Linked DNA regions of Mus musculus: all the other regions are linked to region 1. The links are chromatin contacts, called in public HiChIP or PLAC-seq maps. All regions are on one chromosome and are shown on one strand. Each heading gives the region's core, a stretch centred on a gene start, on an enhancer-like site or on the middle of the called end of the contact. The rest is flanking DNA. Distances are from core to core; before and after follow the strand shown.

Evidence for each region. HiChIP or PLAC-seq counts read pairs in DNA pulled down with a chosen protein or histone mark.
Region 2: a contact with region 1 is called in a FOXA1 HiChIP or PLAC-seq map of pancreatic cancer cells. The contact joins the promoter of Ppbp here to the enhancer-like site in region 1. A contact is called at or near these places in 4 of 39 promoter capture datasets (the 3T3-L1 cell line, the C10 cell line and macrophages), 5 of 484 Hi-C or Micro-C datasets (ECoMG-derived neutrophils, bone marrow-derived macrophages, embryonic fibroblasts and 2 more), 1 of 115 datasets of contacts at active chromatin or transcription factors (pancreatic cancer cells) and 2 of 9 other capture datasets (adipose tissue and liver).
Region 3: a FOXA1 HiChIP or PLAC-seq map of pancreatic cancer cells shows a contact between it and region 1. The contact joins two enhancer-like sites. A contact is called at or near these places in 1 of 115 datasets of contacts at active chromatin or transcription factors (pancreatic cancer cells) and 1 of 9 other capture datasets (liver).

The regions. Positions count from the first base shown.
Region 1 is chr5:90,611,642-90,614,859 of GRCm38.p6, forward strand. All of the region lies in intron 4 of Rassf6 (Ras association (RalGDS/AF-6) domain family member 6), which reads right to left. Among named protein-coding and RNA genes, the nearest start is that of Rassf6, 27 kb to the right of the region's middle. Within about 2 kb of position 1,345, at least 108 of the 459 cell types and tissues checked have an H3K27ac peak or open chromatin away from gene starts, as enhancers often do. A contact at or near this core is called in bone marrow-derived macrophages, embryonic fibroblasts and pancreatic cancer cells, where this site is marked.
Region 2 is chr5:90,767,104-90,770,445 of GRCm38.p6, forward strand. It overlaps Ppbp (pro-platelet basic protein), which reads left to right and starts at 1,415. Exons shown (of 3, transcript NM_023785.3): 1 at 1,415-1,620; 2 at 1,950-2,079; 3 at 2,214-2,960. The coding sequence starts at 1,500. The coding sequence ends at 2,304.
Region 3 is chr5:90,830,871-90,834,218 of GRCm38.p6, forward strand. No RefSeq gene overlaps it. Among named protein-coding and RNA genes, the nearest start is that of Cxcl15, 38 kb to the left of the region's middle. Within about 2 kb of position 1,806, at least 62 of the 459 cell types and tissues checked have an H3K27ac peak or open chromatin away from gene starts, as enhancers often do. A contact at or near this core is called in pancreatic cancer cells, where this site is marked.

The DNA of each region.
Region 1 (3,218 bases), core at 95-2,594:
ACACTGTGCACATGACTAAGCTTAAGGGTGGCTCTCTGTACTTCTCAAGCAAGAACTGGTTAGAACTTTAACATCAAACAATTGAACATGTGCAAACATGGAACAGCTTGTGTTGCTCTGGCTAAACACCAGGAAGTGTACTGGGTCTAAATGCTGGGGAGGGATTGTATGGGCTTCAAAATAAAACGGAGGTAGAAATTTGATAGACAAATAAAATGCTGCTACTTCCCTATTCATGACAAAAGAAAAAAAAGACATTACTGATACAAAATATATGCACCTGTTCACTTCCTGCTCTTTATTTCATTCTGCCATGGCTTGCCTAAAATATGCAAACACTGACTTTAAAGAGATATTAAAATAGAAATGGAAACCAGTGAGAACAAAAATAACTCCAGTGAGGTTCTTCTTGTCTATTTTGGCTTTTAACACACAAAATTTCTATAAGAAAACATTTGGCCCTGATACGATAGAGATCAAAGTCCCTCCTACAGAGTCATTTCCATACTTGCAAGTGGTCAGAGCTCAAACACACCGCTGTACTTTTAAACCTTCACCATCCCCATTAGGGTAATACTTCCTCAGTGTGACTCACTGCCAACATGACTAAAGCAAGATAACAGTAGTGAATATTTTCTCCAAGGAATAGAAAGATGCTCAACTGGAGTCCTTGCAGCTGAGCACACACTGTCCATGTCCTTCGTTGTCTACTAACCCACCAACAGGAGACAGTAAGTCTGAGCAGCAGTGTTAAGTCCTGACCATAGATGCCCAAAACGGACAAAGAATGAGAGAAGCTTTGAAAGAGGGGAATGGTCAAATTCGTTACACAATTTAATGGGGCCCGGAATTTGAGTGAGTCACCTAAGAGGAAGTGATCAAGGGAGGGAGAGTACCTAAGACTGAATGGACACAGAGAACAGTGCCTCTGGTGTCTCTATATGCCACCACAGAGAGGCCAGGGAGAGCCATTCTCTCTGCAGTGTGCCTTCATGTCTGAAGAGCAAGCTGACTGCACCAACTAAATAATGCTATCATGCTTGTGTGTGTGTGTGTGTGTGTGTGTGTGTGTGTGTGTATGTGTGTGTGTGTATGTGTGTGTGTATGTGTGTGTATGTGTGTGTGTGTATGTGTGTGCATGTGTGTATGTGTGTGTGTATGTGTGTGTGTGTGTGTGTGTGTGTGTATGTGTGTGTGTGTGTGTGAAAGAGAGACAGAGAGAGAGAGAGAGAGAGAGAGAGAGAGAGAGAGAGAGAGAGAATGAATCAGTCAGTCTGCACTGTATGCATAAGGGGTGTGGTCTCTTCCTGCTAATTCTTACTAGAATGAGAAGTTTCATGGCAGACGCATAATTACAATGCTCTAGTGAGTCTTGTTACTGTGCTAAAGGACAGGCTGATACCTCCAGTGTTCTAGTACATGTCTGGTTATTCTGTTGAATCACAGGCTTATGAAATTGTCTAGGTGTATTTTCTCAAGTTTAAATCATGAGAAATAACTTCTGCTTGCTTCCAAAGCTGTTATAGCTTGAACTTGGGATGTACTCCACAGGTTCGTGGGTTTGAGCACTTGGACCCTTCAACTGGTAGTGCTGTGTGGAGTCTTTGAGACCATGGCCTAGCTTGCAGAAGTAAGTCCCTGGGGTCAGACCTTGAAGATACCTGGATCAGAGCTCCCTGCTTCCTAACTTGCTAAGATATGAGCATGCCATGATGGCTCAAGCTCCTACTGTTTGGCTGGAGTCCCTTCAGCTCCCATGCCTTCTCTACCGTGGTGGTCTGGACATCAGAAAATGTGAGGCCAAACAATCCTCTCCTCCGTCCATTGCTCTGTCATGCTTGGCTATGCTGATGAGAAGAGTTACAGAGAAACCCTGCATCGAACCCCCTTCCGCCCCCCCCCCCCAAAAGTTACTAGCATACCAGCACTGTTCTAAGGGAAATGGGCTCTGCAGAAGGCAAGAGAAGGTGATAGTTTATAATCTGCTGTGGCATAGGCAAGAACACCACCCATATGATCTGTCCCCACCCTTGGCTCCTAAAACTCACCGGCAATTTCCATGTCTTTCATTCAAAGCTAGTATGTTGAATTGGTGAGATTAAAACATATCTTTGAATAACTATTAAAACAACAGTGGCTTATCACAACTGTAGAAGTGCCAACCTCCTCGACGTATCGCTGTAACACTGCACACTTATGAAGTTTTAATGAACTGGAAGGAATCAGAATTTAGCAGGAAAAAACAAAAACAAAAACAAAAACAAAAACGGGTGTGGTGGCTCACACCTTTAATCCCAGCATTTGGGAGGCAGAGGCAGGTGGATTTCTGAGTTCGAGGCCAGCCTGGTCTACAAAGTGAGTTCCAGGACATCCAGGGCTATACAGAGAAACCCTGTCTCAAGAAACAAAACAAAACAAAACAAACAAACAAACAAAAAGAATATAGCAGAAGGGGTCTGCCCCTCGAAGGAATTTGCCATGAGTTCTTAGGTAGATGCGAAATATGATCACAATTTTTCGTTCATATCTTGTATAGTTCTTTTATTTTAAAGCAAGGCTCAATCACTTTTATATACTGCGTCTACTGATTTGAATGATGGGTCTTGTCAGTTATTTTGTACCTGAGGGATGCTGGACTTCACAAGCTGCCCGAGATTGTGGTTCCATTTGTGCTCACAAGCATATGTCCTGTGCCCACCAGCAGCCCATAGCTTGGATGGGAGACTGGTGAGAAGAGGGTGAGAAGCTTGTCACACAAAACAGGTGACATATCTTTACAGGTTTCATCTGATCTTATTCCCTTCCACTACTCACACTTTCTTTCTCTGTCTATCATCTTATAGATCTCTCTTTGTCTCTTTCTTTACCCCTCTGTCTCTCCCTCTCTCTGACCTCTCTCTTTCCTTACTTCTTTGAGTTGGGCCCTGGGATGCAAAAACAATGTAAGATATGTCCCCTGCTACCTAGAGACTCCCATTGTAGCTGGGGACAGGATGTATAAAAGTTCAACAAACTGTATGCCCTGGAGATGAGAGAGAAGCTATATCAGTCTGCTCAGTATGGACCGAGGGATCCTGGAAGGCTTTCAGGGGAATGTTTTGAATTTGTTGGAGGAGAGTTAGACAACTGGCTGCGGATAAGCAGCAGGCTGGCTGTTAGGTGGGCAGACAGACGGACGGAGGAAAATAAGAAACTGCATGGCATGTTTACAATATTGC
Region 2 (3,342 bases), core at 165-2,664, 160 kb after region 1:
AGCCTATATTCAAAGCTATCCTAGGCTATAGAGCAGTGGTTCTCAGCCTTTCTAATGCTGTGACCCTTTAACTCAGTTCCTCGTGTAGTGGTGACCCCTAATCATAAAATTATTTTCATTGCAACTTCATAACTGCAATTTTGCCACTTTTATGATTACAATGTAATTATATATTATTATGCAGGATATCTGATATGTGACTCTGTGAATGGGTTGTTTGACCCTCAAAAGGTCAAAACCCACAGGTTGAGAAACACTGTGAGTTTGAAGCCAGCTTGTTGTACACTGAGTGTTCCTTGCACCTAAGATACTTTATACAGTTCCTCTCAAAGAACTAGAGTAACCTTAACAATTGAACACGGAAAAAAAGTTTAAGTGGCGTTAAACATGGAGAAAAATGTACAGTGAAGCCCATAAATACTGTCAAGAATGGGGAGAGTTGTTTGTGGTGGCCAGAAATGGGAAGCTTGTGAATAATGTTAAAAATTCTTTCCATTTCCCTCTGAGTTTTAGAAGATGTGTAAACCAGCGACTCCTATAGACTCGTGCTTCTGTACAGCGCGATCTTCCTGTGCATCTGTGGTTAATGTGTGTCTCCATAAATATATACATATAAATGCATCTACAATAGAAATGCCAAACTTTTACTTGGCAATGGTAGCTACAGATGGCTACCATTGAAAAGCAGTAGTGTGGAGTAACTGTGAAGGGAAAGGGGCATATTTAATTTTCATATGCCTAGAGTGTATGAATATTTCATTAAAAATAAAAGAGACAACAAATAAGTTGATCTTGATATTTTTGTACACTCATACAGTAGAAACAAGTAATTTCTTACATAAAGAAATTTTTATTTACATATTTGGATAAAATCAAAAGAAGGTAATTTACTCAGAAGACAGAGAGAAGCCCATAAACTCACACCCAAAGTGAATCCTTCATATTAAGTGACTCAATATTTTTCACCCCACACACCTTACAAATTCTGATACCCAGCAGGAACCAGCACAGGAACTCTCTCTGTCATTTGGTGGGAGTAGAGAAGCTCCTCCTCAAAGACCACAGGCTTGTGACTGAAAGTATGCTCAAGAGTCCACTAAGCCCCAAAACTACTTTGTAGAAAAGGTGTGGCCTGTGACTACCTGCTCACACAGAGAATGCAGTGATCTGACCTAGGTCTGACCTCTAAGTCGGGGGCTATGCATCTGTATGAATCAGAGCCAGAGAGAAACAGCAGGAATGTGGATGAACTGATGCAGAACTGGTAGCTAACTCTGCAGGATTTTTAACCTGTCTGGTTGATATGGGTTGGACACAGCTTGACCATCCTTTTATGGTTACAGAGCCACATACACTCACTTCCCCTTCCCCACCTCTTCGGCAGTATAAAAAGAGGTCTGGAGGCATATAAAGCAACATAGCAGCAGTGTTCTGGGCAGCTCAGCCTCACGTTGTTCCCTCCTGGCTCTGGGGACAGTTCTAGCTCACTGCTCTTCATTATGGGCTTCAGACTCAGACCTACATCGTCCTGCACCAGGGCCTGCCCACTTCATAACCTCCAGATCTTGCTGCTGCTGGGCCTGATCCTTGTTGCGCTGGCTCCCCTTACAGCTGGAAAATGTAAGAGAAATTCAGGGAAAGATGAGTATGAAGGCTGCTTCCCTTCATCATGTGTCTAAGCGGCTTGTGGTGCTCATGGTGGGGCTTGGGGTATGTGCATGGATTGTATCAGTGCTTCTGGGTTTGGAGGATGTAGTGACTAAGAATTCTAAGACATACTTATGAGGACTTCGTTACATGGAAGACAATCTGCTAGCTTTGCCATTCAAAGTTTACAGATCCTATTCACCATGTTTGTGGGAAAGAGGGGCAATTGCCTTCAATTTACAAGTTAGGAAAGGGAGGAGAATAATGCATAGTCACCAATTAAGACTTGTGCTCCATTGTAGCTGATGGCATGGACCCATATATCGAACTGCGCTGCAGATGTACGAATACCATCTCTGGAATCCCATTCAATTCTATCTCCCTTGTGAATGTGTACAGGCCAGGAGTTCACTGTGCTGATGTGGAAGTGATGTAAGTCCCTGATTCTTTGTTCTGCTATTGTCATTATAGAAACCCTCTCCACTCTTTTCCTCTTTCCTCCCTCCTCATGGATCTGTTCTGACAGAGAGGCTGTTGTACACAGACCATCATTTTCTCTTTGGCAGAGCCACACTGAAGAATGGACAAAAAACGTGCCTGGACCCAAATGCCCCTGGCGTCAAGAGAATCGTCATGAAAATCTTGGAAGGTTACTGACCAGCTGCTTCATCTGTGCCAAACCATTTTCCTGCTCAGGAAGGGTTGAGGGTTTGAAATCTGGACTTGGTAGAATTATTTTTCCACTTTGAAATTGGGATGTTCTCTCGTTCTGTCTCAGAAATCACACTGTATTCTGAGAAGGCATGATAAAGAATGTCACAACAAACAAACAAACAATGATGAAGACGGGCAAGCCAAGTTGCAACCTGCAATTTATGGTCTATTTCTGCAGTTCTTGGCTAAGCATTCTGACATGTCCTGCATTTCTCTATTTGAGCTTTTCTTTTCAAATGTACTATGTCAAGTTTTCATTCTGTGTTTTTAATAATTATTTCTTTTAGTTTTGAGATTATAATTACATCCCTTCCCCTTTCATTTTTCTCCCTCTGAACCCTTCTATATACCCATCCTTGCTCTCTTCAAATCCATGGCTGCTTTTTTTTCCCATTGAGCATTGTTATATACATATATAATGATAAATTTCGTAGTGGTCAATTGCAACGGAAATCGCCTGGAGTCAAGCAGTTTTCGCTCTGGTCATGACCATGTTTTTCCAATGTCTTATCCCTAGAATGTCTTGTTTCCAAGCAACCTCTGCAACATTTTACATATGTTTACTTGAAACTGAACACAATAAAATCATAGAAAGTAAATTCTGCAAGTAGTGGTCATTTACTTTATAGTGAATATGTTTAACACCAGTAGCACCAAAAGTGTGAGGTGAAAAAGGGTTTAACACAAACTGTTTTTAAAAACGCCACTATTGTCTGCAACAAAGAAATATGATGGGTCTGATGTACTATTAAAGGTTTTCTATATCCATTCTCTCTCTCTCTCTCTCTCTCTCTCTCTCTCTCTCTCTCTCTCTCTCTCACTGAACTTTGGGGCATCATGTATGCTAAGCAAGTTTTCTGCCACTGGGCCACATTCCTAGACCTCTATTTTTGTTTTGTTTTGTTTTCTTTCTTAATATTGCCAGGTAAAGTCACTAGGTTGTGCCATTTTAAATGCCCTACACTATCAAGAATTGAAAGA
Region 3 (3,348 bases), core at 556-3,055, 220 kb after region 1:
GCAGGAGAGGTTTGCAGGTGTGTCTACTGGGACAGGGGTCCATAGCTCTGAATTTTTAAAATTGAAGCTACATTTTCTTTTCCCTTGTATTATTATCTGATTATGGTTGTCTTTCCCCTCAGAGTCTCCCAGATCCTCTCCCTCTCCTTTGGGATCCCACCCAAATCCACGGCCTTTCTTTCTCTCATTAGAAAGCAGGCATCTAGAAAATAATAGTAAAATAAGATAAAAACATACATACAGACAGAAGAAAAGGAGCTAAAGAAAAGGCATTAAAACACATATAGATGTGGAGTCACACAAGTTCATGTACACAGAAACCCCATGAAAACACAAAATTGGAAACAATACATGTAAAAGACTTGTAAGTTATAAAACAGTAGTAGCTCATTTTTTTCTACATCATACATAATTATACAAAACAATATGTTGGGAAAATGTAAGCCAAGTGGGAAGCCTTATTTTATCCCGTGATTGATTCTTGAAGGAAAAGCATATCAATAGGGTATTCACCCTGAAGACTCAGAATGCAATGTGTGACATTGCACAGTCTTCGTGTGTTTTCAGGGCCACGCTAAACAAACCTGTGATGTACATAACCTTAAATCAATCATTGTGGAATAATTCTGATGGATCTTTGTCAGTCTTGAGACCTGGATAGTTTTGGCACTCGTGATCTATTCTGCACACTGGCCTTTGGTGGGTTCCTTTCCAGCACGCTGACTCTGTGGAAATACAACCACTGTTGGCATGGTGCAAGTGTAAATGTCCGGTCATTGTCTGAGGCTGGCATGTAATTTCCATACACGTTAGGAAAACCCACTAGGGTCAAACGGCAGTCATTAAGCTGCATGTAAGCCATAGTAACACGTTCCTCAGAACACACTGGGCCTTATTTCAAGCAGTAGTTGCTGAGATTTCATTTTTTCAGTTCCTCTCAGAAGAGCCTGGCTTGGATACATAAGGTGGTTGTTGCATTTTTACTTTCACAAACTCTGGAAGTCTGGTGGAACCTTTGAGCAAAAGCAGCACCATGTGCATTTGGAGGTAAATGGGAGCCAGGGGTATCTTAGATAAGCGTTCTCAAAATGAGGTCTGGGGTCCCAGGAGATGCCAAGACACCTTCAGAGCATCTATGAGGCCGAAAGAGTCTCATAACTCTGTGAAGATGTTTTCCTGGCTCACCACAGGAGTGCTCCAGTGGTATCATGTGTGAAGATGTCAGTGTCTTAGAAGCTAGTAGAAAATTTTCCAGTCTTAATTTGTCATTCAGTAAATATAAATGCAGATAGCCTACGTTCTGAAAGTGGGGTTCTAGGGTCCCTTGGTTAGTTTTAAAAATTCAAAGTCACTTTGAGTTTTGTTTTGTTTTGTTTTGTTTTAAAGCTTGAGAGTGGCCGTGCAGAGCAAAGTTGTCCAATTAAGTTTATATCAGTGACAGATGGGCTTATCAGACCTTCGCTCTCAGACAGTAGCCATGGAACACTTAGCTGCTGCCTCCCGAAAGTGCAAGCAGACCAGTTCAGGATCTGAAGCTTTGTTTTGGTTTGACTTAAATGTAAGTGCAAACAGTCGCTGTGGGGTGTGTGTGTGTGTGTGTGTGTGATACTGGCCGATGCAGGCTGAGAGTAGGGGTGTCTCACTCCTGACTGCGTACTCCCCCTCTGTTTTACACAGGCTTATTTACTGTTACACGGAGACTTTTCTTCGAACTGTTAAACTCTTGGCTGAGTTTGTGTGGAGTATGAGGCAAATCTCTAACCGCAAGCATGCAGTGGAAAGATTAGGCATACTTTTGAAACGAGTTTGTGTACCAGATCATATTCTTGGCTCAAGAAAGAAAAAGAAAGGGGGCTGGGGAAAGGCTTGTGGTTGCTACTCTGGGAACTAAAGAATTCAAAAGGCTTGTTCTCCATGTTTCGTAGACACAGACATCTGGAATTGTTGTTTTAAAATTACAAGCAATTGTGTATGCTTTGTTACTGCAACACTTATTCAGAGGCAAGGACATAGGTGCCACTGTTGTCAGAAAGCCAGATGTCCTTTCCTTAAATTGGCCTGCCTGGCTGCTGGCGCCTGGGTGTCAGCAGACACTTTGGGAATCTCAGTTAGCGGTACTGCATGGATATAGTGCATCTGCTTCTCACACTTCTGCCAACCTTGTGTATTGGTTTGCTTCTCTCCATGGTGTTAAAACAATGACTGAAAGCGTCTTGGGTAGGGCAAGGGTATATTTAGCTTATAGTTGCACATGACAGTCCATCGTCAAGGGAGAGCATGGCGGGAACTCAAGGACTTTGAGGAGGAACTGAAGCACAGGCATAGAGGCTGTTCCTCACTGGCTTGCTCCCCAGGGCTTGCTCAGCTAGCTGTCTTACAGAGCCCAGAACCACCTGCCCAGGAGTGGTACTGCCACAGTGGGCCGGCCCTCCTAGATCAATGATTAATCAATAAACGAACCCACAAACATGCTTAGAGACTAATTTAAAGGAGAAAATTTCCTAATTGAGGTTCTCTTTTCCCAGTTGTCTCTAGTTTGTGTCAAGTTGACAAAAACTTGGCGAGAACACTGTGCATCCAGAAGACGTAGTGGATGGAGACTTGACTTGAAAACTTAAGCTTTGAGTTTTCTGACCCTGGTGAGCTATTGAGCTTCTCTGAATTTTTGTCTTGGTAATAAAATACAATTCTGACAGGGGTTCTGCTACATGCTGATGATCTTGATCTTTTCTGGCAGTCTCCCATCAAAACAAATGTTTATCAAATGCTTTTCAAAGAAATGTTTATCAAATGTTTTTCAACTTTATATGCGGTAACTTTCAGTGAGTAGGGACAGTAGGTGTTTCTTTTTCCCCCTAATATCCTGGTTAAAAATAAAAAGTGAGGGATTCTGTACAATAGTGCCGATCTCTAGCAGTGATCCTCAGCCTGGTTCCAACATTAATTTCACTCACGTTTCTTCCCTTAGAGAACTGCATAGTCTTTAAATGTGTTCTGCTTCTTACCCTTTTTTTCTGGGTCTCTAACTAAAGGCATTGGGCGGTACCCCATGCCACAGCCTGAATGCTATACTGCCCTGCAATTTCCCCCACAAAATTTGTCCATCAGGAAATAGGAAGAAAATGGCCAGATAATTTTCTAGAACATAAAACAGTCCATTGCCCAGTTCCAGACAGAGTGCTTGTTCCTTGCTGAAATCCCAGGAGCCCAACTTCTAATGGTTGCATTTTTATGAGCTTTTTTTGGTCTTCTGGACTCTTACCACGTTTGAAGGCTCCATCTATCCTTCAATTCCAAAGTTTGACAACTACCCACTCCTAGTATTAGTAGGTTATGTTACTGTTGCTG